Linked DNA regions of Anser cygnoides: region 2 is linked to region 1. Evidence: chromatin contacts called from public Hi-C data. All regions are on one chromosome and are shown on one strand. Each heading gives the region's core, a stretch centred on a gene start, on an enhancer-like site or on the middle of the called end of the contact. The rest is flanking DNA. Distances are from core to core; before and after follow the strand shown. Region 1 holds the start of LOC125183373 (chemokine-like factor). Region 2 holds the start of LOC106033299 (fatty acyl-CoA hydrolase precursor, medium chain-like).

The links. A called contact is a pair of places that touch in the nucleus more often than the background predicts.
Region 2: a contact with region 1 is called in a Hi-C map of liver, with 1.9 times the contacts expected there. The contact joins the promoter of LOC106033299 here to the promoter of LOC125183373 in region 1. A contact is called at or near these places in 4 of 7 Hi-C or Micro-C datasets (granulosa cells and liver).

What each region holds. Positions count from the first base shown.
Region 1 is chr12:9,682,961-9,690,315 of Taihu_goose_T2T_genome, reverse strand. LOC125183373 (chemokine-like factor) reads right to left here and starts at 3,756. Exons shown (of 4, transcript XM_048069002.2): 1 at 3,552-3,756; 2 at 3,263-3,421; 3 at 2,506-2,601; 4 at 501-891. The coding sequence starts at 3,614. The coding sequence ends at 787. It overlaps TK2 (thymidine kinase 2), which reads left to right and starts at 3,776. Exons shown (of 10, transcript XM_048068998.2): 1 at 3,776-3,950; 2 at 4,694-4,731; 3 at 5,657-5,731; 4 at 7,139-7,192. The coding sequence starts at 3,776.
Region 2 is chr12:9,955,778-9,963,132 of Taihu_goose_T2T_genome, reverse strand. LOC106033299 (fatty acyl-CoA hydrolase precursor, medium chain-like) reads right to left here and starts at 4,688. Exons shown (of 14, transcript XM_013176725.3): 1 at 4,559-4,688; 2 at 3,364-3,443; 3 at 2,156-2,360; 4 at 1,612-1,750; 5 at 1,216-1,349; 6 at 537-690; 7 at 174-275. The coding sequence starts at 4,587. It overlaps CIAO2B (cytosolic iron-sulfur assembly component 2B), which reads left to right and starts at 4,491. Exons shown (of 5, transcript XM_067004188.1): 1 at 4,491-4,931; 2 at 5,065-5,142; 3 at 5,395-5,520; 4 at 5,953-5,998; 5 at 6,528-6,755. The coding sequence starts at 4,506. The coding sequence ends at 6,625.

The sequences.
Region 1 (7,355 bases), core at 2,507-5,006:
ACCTCAAGTGCTCAGCTGCAAGTTCCCTTTCCGCAGCACAAGGCCTTTTATTCGTTTGCTTTTGGATATTGTGTTGCATCTACCTTGAAACTCTCCCTCACACGGGTGCTTGCCCTTTAATGCTCAGATGGTGCCTAAATTTATGATGGGCTTCCTGAGCATAAAATCAGTTGTAGCAGCAACCCTCACATAGATTGTAATAGTCTGTGACGAAAGACACAAACTTCATTTTATCTGCTATCTTCATTGCATGTTAACACCGCAGCATCGCCGTGATTGCTACGGAAGAGTTACTTCCAACACTATTACAAACATAAAAATGAAAATTCGGGGATCAAAAGGTCTCAGCAATAAAACACTCACACAGCCTGATGCTCACCACCTAGGAGGCAGATCTGTGGAATGGGGAAAAGGGTGAAAAAAATCTGTTCCTAAGATGTTTGCTGATAACTTCTACTTTTAAGTACACTTGACAAATAACGTGAAATAACGCATTCAGGGCCATTTGTAAATCTTTTTATTACAGAAAGACAATTATGAAATTAATTTTCATCCAGATGAAGATGTAGTTAAGTTTAGAAAAACACAAGACAATTTTCTGTGAAGTATAAACTGGTGAAATTGCAACGCTGAAACTATATATAGATGTAATAATACTTATGAACAATACTTGCAAAAATGTAGAGAAATGCACAGGAAATTCAAAGGTGAACACATGAAAACACATTCTTTAAAAGAGAACAGTAAAACAATCATCAGTTAAGAAACTCTTCTAAAATAGTAATCTTATTTTGCAGGAACATTCCTTTCTCTTGGTCCACTAATGCTAATCTTCTGGAAAAGAAGAACTGCATCAACAACACAGAGAACAAGCAATATCAAACCAAGCACCTGCAAAAATAACAATGATAACATTAGTTTTCTCTTAGAACCTCTATCTTTTGCTGTAGTGACTCATCTGCTGTTCCTCAAAGAAGCAGTAATTGCATCTCCCCATGGTGCTTCTGGCCTTCTAAATCTGTGTGTGATTTGAGACAGCTGATAAATTAGGTATTTAAATCTCATCAACCTTTCATACAGCAGTCTACACCCTGTCTTTGTCTGATGTTTGTCTCAAGAGCTAGAAATGATGTGTTCTCCTTGAAAGAGAAACTAATGATGCTGCATTAAGCAAGACAATGCTTTTATCCAAAAAGAAAATCATTCTATGTCTTTAACAACTGTCTAACTTCTGGCCCAGAGTAAAGTCAGCACTTGTAGAAACAAGCCTAGAAGGAAAGTGATAGTGCTTCTCTTGTCAGAAACACTGAACTGGAAACATTTGAAATCGAAGAAAATGTACATCAATGTTTAAAAATACGACTTTGGGCAGGCAGCTGGAAAAGTGTGTTTGCAGAATGACTGCGCAGTTAACCTTCTCAGCCCTTGCCTTTCAGTCTGATTCCACACTTTGTTTTAATTCAAGTATGTTTTAAAATTGAATTGTCTGATCAGCAGGAGTAATGCTAAGGCAAGCTTTTTCTGGAAAGCATAGTTCAAGACAGGAATACAAGCCTAAGGGCAATTTTCTTTCTCCCAGTATTGAGGACGTCATGCGTTCTGCCCAAACTTGTTTTCCAACCTATCTGATTGGAACGTCTTCTGCTTTCAACTTACCTTTAATTCATATTCATCTTGTAACTGAGAATATAAATTATATTCTACCATAGTTTGTCAATTTATCATGAAATCTTTTTGCTTAGGTTGACAGTTATCAGCACCAATGTGGGCAACAGCTTTGCATCCCTCTGACTCTTAGGCTGATTTTGAAAAACTCAGGTGACAAGTTCTGTTCATTATTATTTTATTTTTGGTTGCTCATCACATTCTAACTTGACTTGTATTTCAGGAAACTGACTGAAGTATATTCAAAACTGATTTTTTCCCCCCTCACTGCTTGTTACTGCTCTTTTTTTTTTTTTTTTTAGCTTTCCATCAAATTAATAATACCAGTTGCTTAAGATAGTAAACTGGTTGGATCATAAGTACAAAAAAGTCTTCGTAGTATGAAAAGACCTTTTCAAGTGCCATAATTTCTCAGGTTGTCAGAAAAAATAATATACGCTTCACAAGGGAAGTACCAGCATATCTGATAAAAAGTTTCAACCCTTTTTAGTAAGACAGCAGGCATTTCTTCTTAAATCCTGTAACCAAACTGGATAGTCCAAGAACGACTATGGATTCTCCCACCTAGAATTTCTAACTGTTGAAGTAAATGCACGTTACTCTGATTAGTTAAGCTAACTGTTTTCAGCATTAGTACTACTTCTACACAGTAGTTCCTAAATCCAATAAAGTCTTTAAATTACTTGATTTGGGGATTAAGTGAGATAAATTAATGTGCATTCACGTCTGTTTGTGACTGGTTTTCTATAACAGAGTTGTTTTCATGGCCTTATCAAAATGTAAGGATACCAAATCATGTTGATTTTAAGAATCAAAATTCATTAATATTTTCCTACTTACTCCTCCAGCCAGTGTCACTTTGTTGGTCTTGATTATTACTGCAAACAGGCACACAATTAGGAGGAACACAGCTGCTATCACTGAGTTGAAAATATCCTGAAAAAAGCAGTGGAAGCAAAATATTGTGAAATACGCACCTTAAGAAGAATGTGAATAGCTCCCAGTATGGTACAAGTAGTAAAAAGTTGCCGTTTACTGTGACAATAGGATTAAACCCGTGTAAGATCAATAGTGACACCCAGTGGCTTGATGTTAGAAGAGCACTCGTGACAAAACATCCTCATTTCACCTGTCTTCACTTCTTGTTTTTTTGGCAATCGAATTTATGCAAATTCTCTGTTGCAAGTCTATCTACTTGACCTGACAGACTAAAACAGTAAGCAAATTTTTAAAAAAAGAAGTAAGAGGAGAACTCGTTAATATTTAAGGAAAGTATGTATTTAATTTGTCATGTGAAGGATGAAAGGTACAGTATTATAAAGTTAAGCAAATGATACTAACTACAGGAGGAACTGTTAAAAAAAACAACAAACCCCTACATTAACTGATATAAACCAGCTCTTTAGAAGTCTGTGCAAAAGAACACAACAGTTGCTGTTGGGCAAAAGTGACTCAACAATTAAATACTATTCTTGCTTTTAACTTCATGGAAGCGAGGACTGAATTAACCCTGCAAGTGAACTCTCCGAGCAGTCTTCCATTCAAGATTACAACACGCATAAAATAGGCTTCATCTCGAACGCGAGCCGATACTCACAGCCAAAGGCCAGAATAGCCAGGTCATCCTTTTGTCTAGTTTTAGCAAATACAGTAGAAAGAACAACAACGTGATGATAACTTCCATGATCGCAAGCGCTGTGTATGCTTCATGGGCTCTCGAGGCAACGAAGCAGACGAACGCTACAAAGGCCACCAGCTGCGAGAAGAGAAGGGATGAGAGGAGAGGCCGACCCCCGAGCAGCCCCGCAGCGAGCTCTCCCCGCAGGGCTCCTCAGGTACCGGGGCCGCCTGAGGGGACGGAGCCCGCCCGCCGCCCCTACCCCTACCATACGGCCGAGCTTCAGGGCGCCCCGCGGGGAGCGGGCGAAGCCGGCATCCACCGCCGCCATGGCGCAGGGGCCGCGCCGGGCGTTGCCGTGCCGCGATCCGGCGGGCGGGGACCCCAACGGCCCCGAACCGCCCCGCTCCGCCCCGAACCGCCCCGCTCCGCCCCGCCGGCCGGCCGGAAGCCGTGGTGGCGAGGGTCGCGGCGCGGCGGCGGGGATGGGCGATGTGGCGGCTGAGCGCGGCCTGGGCGCTGCGCGGGGCCCGGGGGTGGCGCGGCCTCAGAAGCGGCCCGGCGGGCGCGGCCTGTCCCGGCAGGGCGGCGGCAGCGATAGCGACGAGCTCCTCGGCGGGAGGCCTGGCGCTGCGCGGCCGGCCCGGCCCCCGCTGCAGTGGCGACTGTAAATCGGGGGGGGGCGGGCAGGCCCGGTGCGATAAACGGGGCGGGGGGCGAGAGGGGGAAGTGGGAAGCGTTTCTCGGTTTTATTTATTTTTTAGTTTTTAATTCCGTGTCACCGGTTATGTTGGTAAAAGCAGCTGCCAGGTCCCTTAACGGGCAGCAGCGAGATTCTTCTCAGCCCGTGTGTGTGCCCAGAGGGCCCGTTCCTTCCATTTAATGTGCCTTTGTGGCCCCTGACTGGCCTTCACCCAGCGCTTCGGCGTTCCCTGGTGCTGCCTGTTTTCTGTTGTCGTTGTTGGTTTGTGTGCATTGGTTAAGGGCTAGTAACGTCGGTGCTGCTTTCAAAGATTTTTATCGTGTTGGAAGCATCCTAAAATCTTAATTCTTATCAAGCCCGTGAAGATCTGGGGCCTCGCACTGTGACCCCACAGCAAATACGAACTATCTGAGGAGCCCAGTGTATGCAGAAGTGTGCTGAAGAGGTGCAGGTGCTCACTGTTGGACTCCAGTGTTAAAGTCAATGGAGAACTTAAGATGAAACTGTGTCAGTGTACCCTACAGCCTGTCTGTTACATGGTTACATGATTACCCAAAGCCGTACAGATTTGTAGTTTTGCAAGTGTTCACCTTAGCCAGCAGAGAACCCAAAACTTAGTGGAAGAGCTCACAGTAAGAGGCTGAGTATAAATATAAATTATGAAGACCTTGGTTGTAACTCTTGTCTTTTTTTTTTTCCCATTTTAGATAAACATCTCATAAAAGGAGATGATAAGAAGACTGTTGTAAGTATTTACATTTTTTTTGAAAAAGAACGTAAAATGTTTAACATCTTATTTTTTGTAAGTGTACATGCATTGACAACTATTAAATGTGTCTGTTCGTTGGCCAGTCTCCAGATGGTGGATCCATTACTCTGTCTGTTATCTTTATAGGTAAATGTGAAGACCTAATGCAGGTTTACATTTGTAAAGAAAACAGAAACAGTAAACCTAAAATGCAGGTTCACATTTATCTCTATCTGTTAGTTGCAGTACAGTTGTGAAGGATTTGTGCAAGTGTAGGGAATTGCTGAAGGGACGAGTTGCAGTTTGAAGTTGGGTGTTCGGTGCTTGGCGTAGCAGTTGCTCTGTACAAATCTGTGAGCTTTTTTCTTGTTTTAGTTTTGTAAATTTCAGTGCCCAAATTTTAATTGTGTAGGTTTCTAAAAGTGCTAATCAATTTTTAAGAAATCTGTTTAATGGATACTGAAATTATTACTTCACTTGGCATTTATTTTAAGTTGAAAGTGAAGTTTAAGCCTGAGGTTGAGGTGTGGCAGGTGGTGCAGTGGGAATGTGGAAGGAGCAGTAGCGGGTGACCCCCTGAAGCTCTTAGGGCCGTGGGGAGGAGATGGGAAGTGGCTGCATGCGCAGCACGGGGGAAAGTGGGAACACAGGCAGGCAGCTGGCTACGTGGGGCGGGGGTCAAAGAGTAAGCTGCCCCCTGCATTGTAAAGGAACTGCTTGCATATGTACTTTGGGGAGAGGAAAAAGTGGTGGTCTCTGGGGAGCCACAAAATCCAAACTGATCCCTAATGTAGTTCTATAAAATAATCTATTGATTTTATAAGGCAATAGTATACTTTGTATGGAAAAAGTAAGTTTTTACATATGGCATTTACTTTTTTGCAATAACACAATTTTTAAAGGCGGTACTATTTTTCATCAGATAAGTATCGAGGGGAACATTGCAAGTGGAAAAACAACATGTCTGGATTATTTTGCACAGACTACTAATATTGAGGTACTGGATTTGCATTTCTTTATCTTTATTTACATCACAAAGCATTTGCATGTCTTGACAAAATTGACAGTTAACTCAGAACTGTTGTTCCTTCTTAGGCTACTGAGAAAGAAGCAGCATGTTGTGAGCCAGTGTACTTACTACTGCAAATATTTAGGTATTTATAGTCAAGTTGTGGAAGAGACTTTTAGATCACGTGTAATATAGCACTTAATGCTAAAATATCAATAAAACATGTAGATTAGAGTTTGTACCTCTGTAAATTGACAGCAGCCCACATGGGTTGGGCATGTTTGGGCATGTTTGCTTATATGCTATTTCATGTAATTAAAAAAAATATCTTACATTTGTTTTGTAAAAAGCAAAGACATACAAGTAATGATGTACAAATATCTATGTCATGTAACAGAGATTCCAGTAAATAGATAAAATAATACATCTGTTATAATTGTTCCTGGGAATTGCTTAGACCAATGTTGAATTTGATTTCATATTGCTTAGAACAGGATTAAGGAAAGGCCGGGCTTACTGTCTTTTAAACAATATTTGAGATCAAACCTCAGTAAACAGTTGCTTTTGTGTATGTCAGATGTTCATACTTTTTCCAGAGGACCTGGGAATGCATTTGGTAAAAGGATTCCACATAGCAATGCTTGGTTTCCAGATGTTATTTGGTAATGATCCTATGGAATAAATAACTATTAATCAAAAAGATAGCAAACGTTAATTTGCTTGTAGTGCAACATTTTATAATAACCCAGTTAATTTCCCAGGTTATCAGATTTTCTGGTTCTACAGTACTCCAGCAGTTTTAGACCTTCTGTGAACTATATGAGTCTCTTGTGATTTTACCTGCTCTAGTTAGAAGCTTTTCCTGATTATTTTTAAACATTATAGAAGTTTTGAATGCATTTTGACTTTTAGGTCACAATAATAAACCTGAAACTAATACAATGGCGTTCTCATCTTCTTTTCCTTTGGTAAGAAGCGTTATTCTCTGGGAACTCAATTTATGAAGGAATGAACAGGTCGTTGAAATGTGGTTGGTACTCAGCTAGCCATTCTTTCCCCTACATCATATTGATAAATGACTTGAAAAGTGAAATTATATCTGGGCCTGTAATCAATCCAGTGTTAAATTTTGAAAATTTAAAAATAATAAGAAGATCACGATAAGAAATTATATTTGTCTTTTTTTTTTTTTTAAACAGTGTTCATGGTTATATTTTGTGTTTCAGGATTCAGTGCTCTTTATTAAAGAGGGATGAACTTTTCAGTACATGTCCCGAATACTCTGACTTACCAAGCGAGTATTCATTAAAAGTAGTTGTAGACTTGAGGGGTCAAGTAAGTATTTCAAATCTAAAGTATGTTTAACATGTTTTTTTTTTTTTTTTTTTTAAAAAGGTCTTGACAGAACCGGTGAATAAATGGAGGAATGTTCGTGGTCATAATATCCTGGTAAGTGATAGAAACAGATTGCACAATTACAATAACTATTCTTTTTAGAAAACACAAATGAGGACTTCTTACCAGTCAGTAAAACTGTTATGAAGGGTGTGGTTGTAATTTCACACAGCAAAAAATAAAGCTCTATGATGCAAAAATCACTTTTACTGTGATT
Region 2 (7,355 bases), core at 3,439-5,938, 270 kb before region 1:
AAAAACTTACTTAGTGCTAAACTATGTATCTATAGATATGCCTTGAAAATAAATTTAGATCAACTTTTTTGCACAATATGCAATCAGATTTTCCTCTTTTTCTTTTAAGGAAAGAATCGGATATAAGAAATATTTTATGTTACAACGACTTTAAAATGCAAAAATGAGCTTACCTTAAGATCTGCTGAAAGAAGTATATTTTTATTAGGGGGGATTAGAATTCCACTCTCTGATATTGCTTTATGAAAGAGACCCTTAGACAAAGGAGACATAATCTGCCAAAAAGGGAAGAACAGAAAGTATTTATACTACATAATGGTCCTTATCCCATGACTTCTTGCCCAACTAGATTGCTGCGTTCAGTGGGGAAATAAACACTTTTATATGCTTACAGAAAAAGTGTCAAGACTTACAGCAATGTGCTACTAATTTTATTTTCAAAAACTGGAATAAGCATTAAATGTTACACCAGTTGAGTTTACTACTGAAGATTTTTTTTAAGACTTTACTTTTTAGTATATCTATTGCATGCTTACATGTGCATAAACAGAGCAAGATCCTGCAGATACACCAAAGAGTGTGACAGATCCTGGATCTCCACCAAATTGTTCAATATTTTCTTGGATCCAATGAAGAGCTGCTACTTGATCCAAAAGAGCCCAGTTCCCACGAGCATGTTCATCACCAGTACTGAAAGAAAAGCAGTATAAGCTAACTTCTCAGGAAAAGTAATAGTTCTTCTAATACCAGACAATATTAACCCTAACAATTTACAGTTTGTGCGAAGTGCCCTATTTGGCCAAGGAGAGATCTGTATTTACTGATCTAAAGCCCTTCATAGTCAGATGTAAGACCACTTATTTACTGACCTCTATTGTTCATCCATGCACAGATGGATACCTGGCCTTTACATTATATGATTTTTTGTTTTATGCACCGATGGACAGAGTTAATGGCAAAATGGAAAACCCTATGGAGAAACAAATAAGCCCAACTATGATTTGGTAGTAGGCTGTATTCAAATGGCAATGCAAATGGAATTTAAGGACTACGTTCTTAATGACCTCATGTCCGGATTTCAGTTAACTGCATACACTTAAACCACTGTACCAGTGGGAAGCTGGTGTACAAGTTCAGTCAATTTAGAAAACAAAATTATCCATGCTTTACACAAGATAGAAAGTGTTTAGTAAAAAGTGGATCAGGTCATCTTACCAGAAGAATCCAAGCAGTCCAAGTCTGTACTGAATTATTACTACCACGACATTCTCATAGGCTGATAGTGCAGAACCATCATACCTAGAAGCACCACCAAATACAAAATTGCCTCCATGGATCCATACCATTACCTTCGAGAGAAAAGGGTAAGACATACTTTTATAAATTGCTTGGCAGATTTCATTTGAAAGGGGGAGACAACATCAAAGAATTAGGAACTTCTAACCTCTGAAGGTCAATGGGAACCGAATTTTAAGTTGGTGGACTGTGAATTTTGTATAATATTATTCTTACTAACGGAGAATAATATTTTCAAAAGCAATTAAGCAATTTAGGAGCCATGATTAGATGCAAACTTTGTACAACACAAGTTTGCACAATAGGTTTACGTACAGGTAATTTGTCCTTCTTGTCTGAACCAGCAGGGCTGTAAACATTTAGATACAAACAGTCCTCAGAAGTTTGGAATGGAATGTGTTTTTCTTGATAATTTTTTTCAGCTTTTTTCAACATGGCCAGATCTTGAGGACATCTTTACAAAAGAAAGAAAGTGTGACTATTAGTAATAAAACTGCAATACCAACGATGTAACAATGATAAACAAAACACATTTTCTTTATCAGACTGAATTTCCACATGGTGCTTCAACTTTGTGTTATTTATATACAGTTAGAGGTGTCAACTGTAAAAAACATAGCTCTCTACTTTTACTTTAAAAGATTAATTAATTCAGAATAGTATAATAAGAAAACTGGATTTCCAAATAAAGGAATTTACCAGGTATTCTTTATACTTCCTAGTCCCACAGGTCTTACAAAGTATTTCACTACCAGTCAATCCAAGTGCCTTACTTAAAATCAGATATTTGTACGCTAATAAACACAACGCTGACAAACATGAGCAAGTCTTATATATAAACAAACTGAATGGCTCTCACAGTGGTGGGTAGGAAGTTGCATCTCTCAGACCATTCCAGGGTTCAGGTGGTTCAGGTGGGGAAAACCTCAAGGATCCAACTGGTGCTTTTGCAAAAGGAATCCCAAGGAAAACGTTTACAAGTCTATCTGTCCCCTTCACGTTTGCTTGTTTTCCTCTGAGCCGTCCATGCGCAATAGTCACTTCTGGTTCAGCACCATTCTGTCCTAGATTACACATAAGAAAAATAATTAAGTTGCACCTTCATAACTATCAGATTTTTCAGTGAAGCGTTTTTTTACCAGCTCCTTTATTTAGAATATTTCAGCTTATTCAATTTTGTTCAAGTTTTGTGCAATGACAGACACCCCTTGCCAAACATTTCCGTAACTGGCTCCGCTTATGACAACTGGAGCTAGGTAGGACAGTTTATTCACTGTACAACATTATAAATCTTAAAAACAATTTCAGAGGAAGCAGTAACTGTCAAAATCATTAACGTCTTCTATTTACCATCCAACAAAAGATTTTCAAAATAGTTCAGGTAATTCAGAAATGTTCTGATTTCTACCATTTAAGAAACAAGGCCTTTTATTGTTTTCATAAAACTATCTCAGAAATGGTTTCCTCCTGCAAAAACAGTCACTTTTGCATTGAGATTATTAGGATACTTTTGCAGATTGCTAACACAAGTATGAGAGATGTACTGCCTTTGAAAACTACTACCCTGTAACTTGTTAATGCAGTTGCTTCCCCAACAGCAGTTACAAAAGATTTTGTATCTCACCTTCTATTCCACAAGTGATAAATATTATACTACAAACCAAGGTATAAAACAAAGAAATCTGGCTTTGAGGAGACATTTTTTCCTCTACTTGCATTCCAGATATTTTTCCTGTTTTTACACGGAAGATATTAGTACAAAGGTCCCCAAGGACTGCCCTCTTGGTAGGGAGTGCAGCTAAATTCCCTTCCAAACATACACTGCATTAAGCACTTTCAGAGCTGTAATTGATACGAAATGTAAATACAATCCCTTAGTGTAACTTACCTAATTGTTACCCGATCCTGATCATAAATGATCCGAAAATTACAGTGCAAGAGAATTCAGAGCTACGTGCCATTTCTTATATAGTTCCTAAGTCTCTGTGTTGTGCTAGTGGTGGAGATGTGTGAAAATTTCTCACAGATTTCACTCGGAACTGTGCAAACATGCATCATAGAACATACCTTGCCTCTTATTTTTAATACTTCCCTCAAGTCTTTCTGGAAAATTCTTTCTGTTGCAGTTATTTTTGTTCCAGATCAATCTGAAAATGAAAAGATATAAGTAGGAGGTGAGGTCTATATTAAAGAAGGGAAAATGAGACTCCTTCCAGGTGAACAGCTTTCTGACACATAAAATCCCATTTTCCCAAGCTTCTGCTAACACAACATATCTTTTAATTTAAAACCCAGATTTCCATCCCTTGTCTTCATCTCAATGACTAAATATTGAAATAAATCTCAGAAAATGAATTCACAGTGTAAATCAGAGTTAGCACTATTATCTGATATAAATGAGTTATCCTCTTATCACCTTTTGGTTCAAATTCAGTCACTCAATTTTTATATGGAATACAAAGTTAACACTTAGCTGGTCTAATGCAGATGCCCAAAATGAGAAGTCCACATACTGTATTGGATCACGAAAACCTCCAAAGAATGGGCTAGAAAACTTCCTTGTATGACCTTTCACTGTAAAAATGACCGACTCAAAAGACAAAAGCAGGCAGTGGGATTCAATCAGCTTAAATGAACTCTGAGTGCGTCCCAAATTAACAACTCTTACTCACCTCAGCCATCTGGACCAGCATTTTCTTACCATTTTCCTCTCCTTTTTCAGTCAACAAATGTAGTATCAGATGTATTAGCAATTAAATACATTGCTATTTAATTTATAGTGATTTACATTGATTAAATCTGCTAAAGAACAAATGAGCACAAAGGAAAAGAGAAAAAAAAAGTCAATATTCACTTTTATTATAGTATTCTGAATTGAAAGAACTGTCTACAACAGCAACAATACCGACACAGAGAGAAAAGTGCGTGCTTTCTAAACCTGACACTCTAGCTAATCAGCTAGTTGAGCTGTCAGAATAAAATGTGCTGTACAGCCACTGGTGGTAACTGAAAAGTTCCTGGTATTCAGCCTCACAGCCTGTTAGTGACAGGTGTCAAATGGCTGCCAAAGAAGTTACGACACCTATGCCAGCATCTATTGCACAAATATTTTTATCAGTAACACGGGATCCAAGCTTTTATTTCTGCTAGTCATCGGGGAAGCCACCTCCAGCAGCCTGAGGTGTTTTACTACCGATAACTACGACTTGATGCAGGCAGCAAGGTGTCACCTGAGCAACAACAACAAAAACTTACACTTCACCTTTTTTTTTGTGAGGAGAAATCAGACATACAGCAGAAAGTCTGAAGCAGACGATGTACTACCGCGCGATCACAGCGCGGTAACCCCGTTACGAGGGCTGTGCGCGGCAGCACGCCGCTTGCCCACACGAGGGCGCTGCCGCACAGGCAGCGGGGCCGCCCCGCTCCCTCAGCGCGGCTCCGCCCGCCCGGTGCGGCGGCGAAGGGCGGCCGGGCTCCTTCCGCCACCTCCAGCCATGGTGGGCCCGGCCGGCGGGGCGCCGCTGGAGAACGCCAACCCCCTCATCTACCGCCGCTCCGGGGAGCGGCCCGTGACGGCGAGGGAGGAGGACGACGAGCTGCCCGACTCTATCGACGACCGGGAGATCTTCGATATCCTGACGGGAGGGCCGGGCCAGGCCAGGCCGGGCCGGGGCAGGGCAGGGTACAGGACAGGGGGACAGGGCAGGGCAGGATCAGGATCAGGGACAGGACACAGGACAGTGCCCTTTCCTTAACCTGACACATCTCATCCGCTCCATCAATGATCCTGAGCACCCCCTCACCCTGGAGGAGCTGAATGTTGTTGAGCAAGTTCGAGTTAAAGTGAGGTTTCTTGTTCTCTTTTGCTTTGTTTCTGGTTGTTTGTTTGTGTGAGGATGTTTGGTTGTTTGGTTTTGTGCCATGAGAAGAGGTTTATTATTAGCTAACTACTGCATTAGCAGTCTTTAAAGCAGTGAAGAACCCCCAAGCAGCAAAGCACAGCTTCAAGCTGTGTTGCACACAACGTGCCTCCAGCTAGCTGGGGTGAAGGCAGTGAGCTTTGCACACAGGAATTATTTGCTTGCTTTCCAACAGGTGAACGATGCCGAGAGCACCGTGGCAGTGGAGTTCACGCCCACGATTCCCCACTGCAGCATGGCGACGTTAATCGGCCTGTCCATCAAAGTAAAATTGATCAGATCTCTGCCTGAGAGATTTAAGGTGAGTAATGAAATCACTCTGAAAGCACAAGGGAGGAATGGTGTTTAAAAACCAGCTAGCTAACTTACAGCATAAAATAACCGGAGCTTTTTTCTTTTGTATTATGGTGGGGGAGGGAAACACTCTAGGAATTGGGGAAGGAACTAAACTGAAAAATGGGTGCAGAGTTCCAGTTCTGTGATGGCCATGTCACAGGTGAGTGGGGTTATGATGGGAAGGTACCTGCTGGCCTCTACAGCATGGCACGGGAGATCTTGAGGCTTCTTGATTTTAGGCCTGGTTTTATGCTGCAGTGTAGAGTATCTGGCATTGGCAAGAATGTCTTTTTTGTTTTGTCTTGTTATTGCTGTATTTTCTTCATTAAATAGTTTTACTTTGAACTTCCAATGTTTTGTTAACTGGACACCTTTTTCTTTCTTCATGCTTTTTAAGATGGATGTTCATATAACACCAGGAACACATGCCTCTGAGCATGCTGGTAAGCTTTTTAGTGTTCTCTTGTGTGGTTTTTTTTTTTTACTAATCTTGAAAATTAGAGAGAAAATACATTTTTCCACCTGCAGAGCAATTGTTCGGTATCTGGGACTTTACATGCACCAAGCCCCTTCTGGGGGATGTTACAGAACAGGCATGTGTAATAATGAAATTTAGAAATGTTTTTTACTTTACTTTAAACATCTCATTGGACAACTTGTGCTCACACGTTATTATTGATTTGCTTGGAGGGCTCAGAAAGGGGCAAGGCAGGGGTAAATTTCTTCTCCTGTTGAACCTATACATGTACAGCTCTCTGCTGATGAATCATAAATAACTTGCTAGTTTAACTTGTGGTAATATGGTAGCTTTGACTTGAGACCACAACTCTGTGGTGCACTTAGCATCTACAGAATTAGTAGTCTGAGTTACCATAGCAACGGTGCGATTATGTTGCAATGTAAAATGCTTCTAAAAAGACATTCTATACCAATGTTTTGACCAGTTTTTTGGGGGTATTTTTTTCTGCACAGTTAATAAACAGCTTGCTGATAAAGAACGTGTAGCAGCTGCTTTGGAAAACTCTCATTTACTGGAAGTGGTGAATCAGTGTCTGTCTGCCCGATCATAATTGCCTGATCAGGAAATCACCGGTATATTCTGCTGTGTTAAACGGATTTTGTATATAAGTGGTGATGCTAGTATTTCACCATACATGTATCTATGAGCAAAATAAAATCACTTGGATTTTCTCAAATAAATGTTTCATTATTTCTACCAAAAATAGTATGGGGGAAATTAGCTTGTAGGCAGCTACAAAAACATAATGAAAATTGGGTTTTCAAGTTTATTAGTTATTGCACTGGTAGGATTTTTTTTTCTGGACTTACTTTAAAAAGGTTTAAACCTGTTTTTAACAGGTTTCTCACTATCCGAAGATAATTAAACTTCATTTTAGGAACAGATTTTGCATACTGGATTTCACAAGTCCACCAAGCTAAATAGCAGTTAAAAATTTTTATACTCATATGGTTGTTTTGGACTGATAATATAATTTTTGCTTCATACGTCAGGATTTTAACAAGTTCATTTATGCAAAGTTGTAAAACATCTGTAGCAATAAATGTAAAGGATTCTAAATCATCTGCTTGTGTTTTTATTATCTCATCCTGGACTAGCCAACCAGGAAGGGCTCTAGATCTGTTTAAAATGTAATTTACTTTTTCTTATTCATTACTTATGGCAAATACCGTTATCTATGAGTACCAAGTATCTTTGAATTTTTGTTTTGGGTTTGGTTTGATTTGGTTTTCTTCACCTGTCACTCCCTTACACCTGACAGGAGGGAGTCATTCATATTT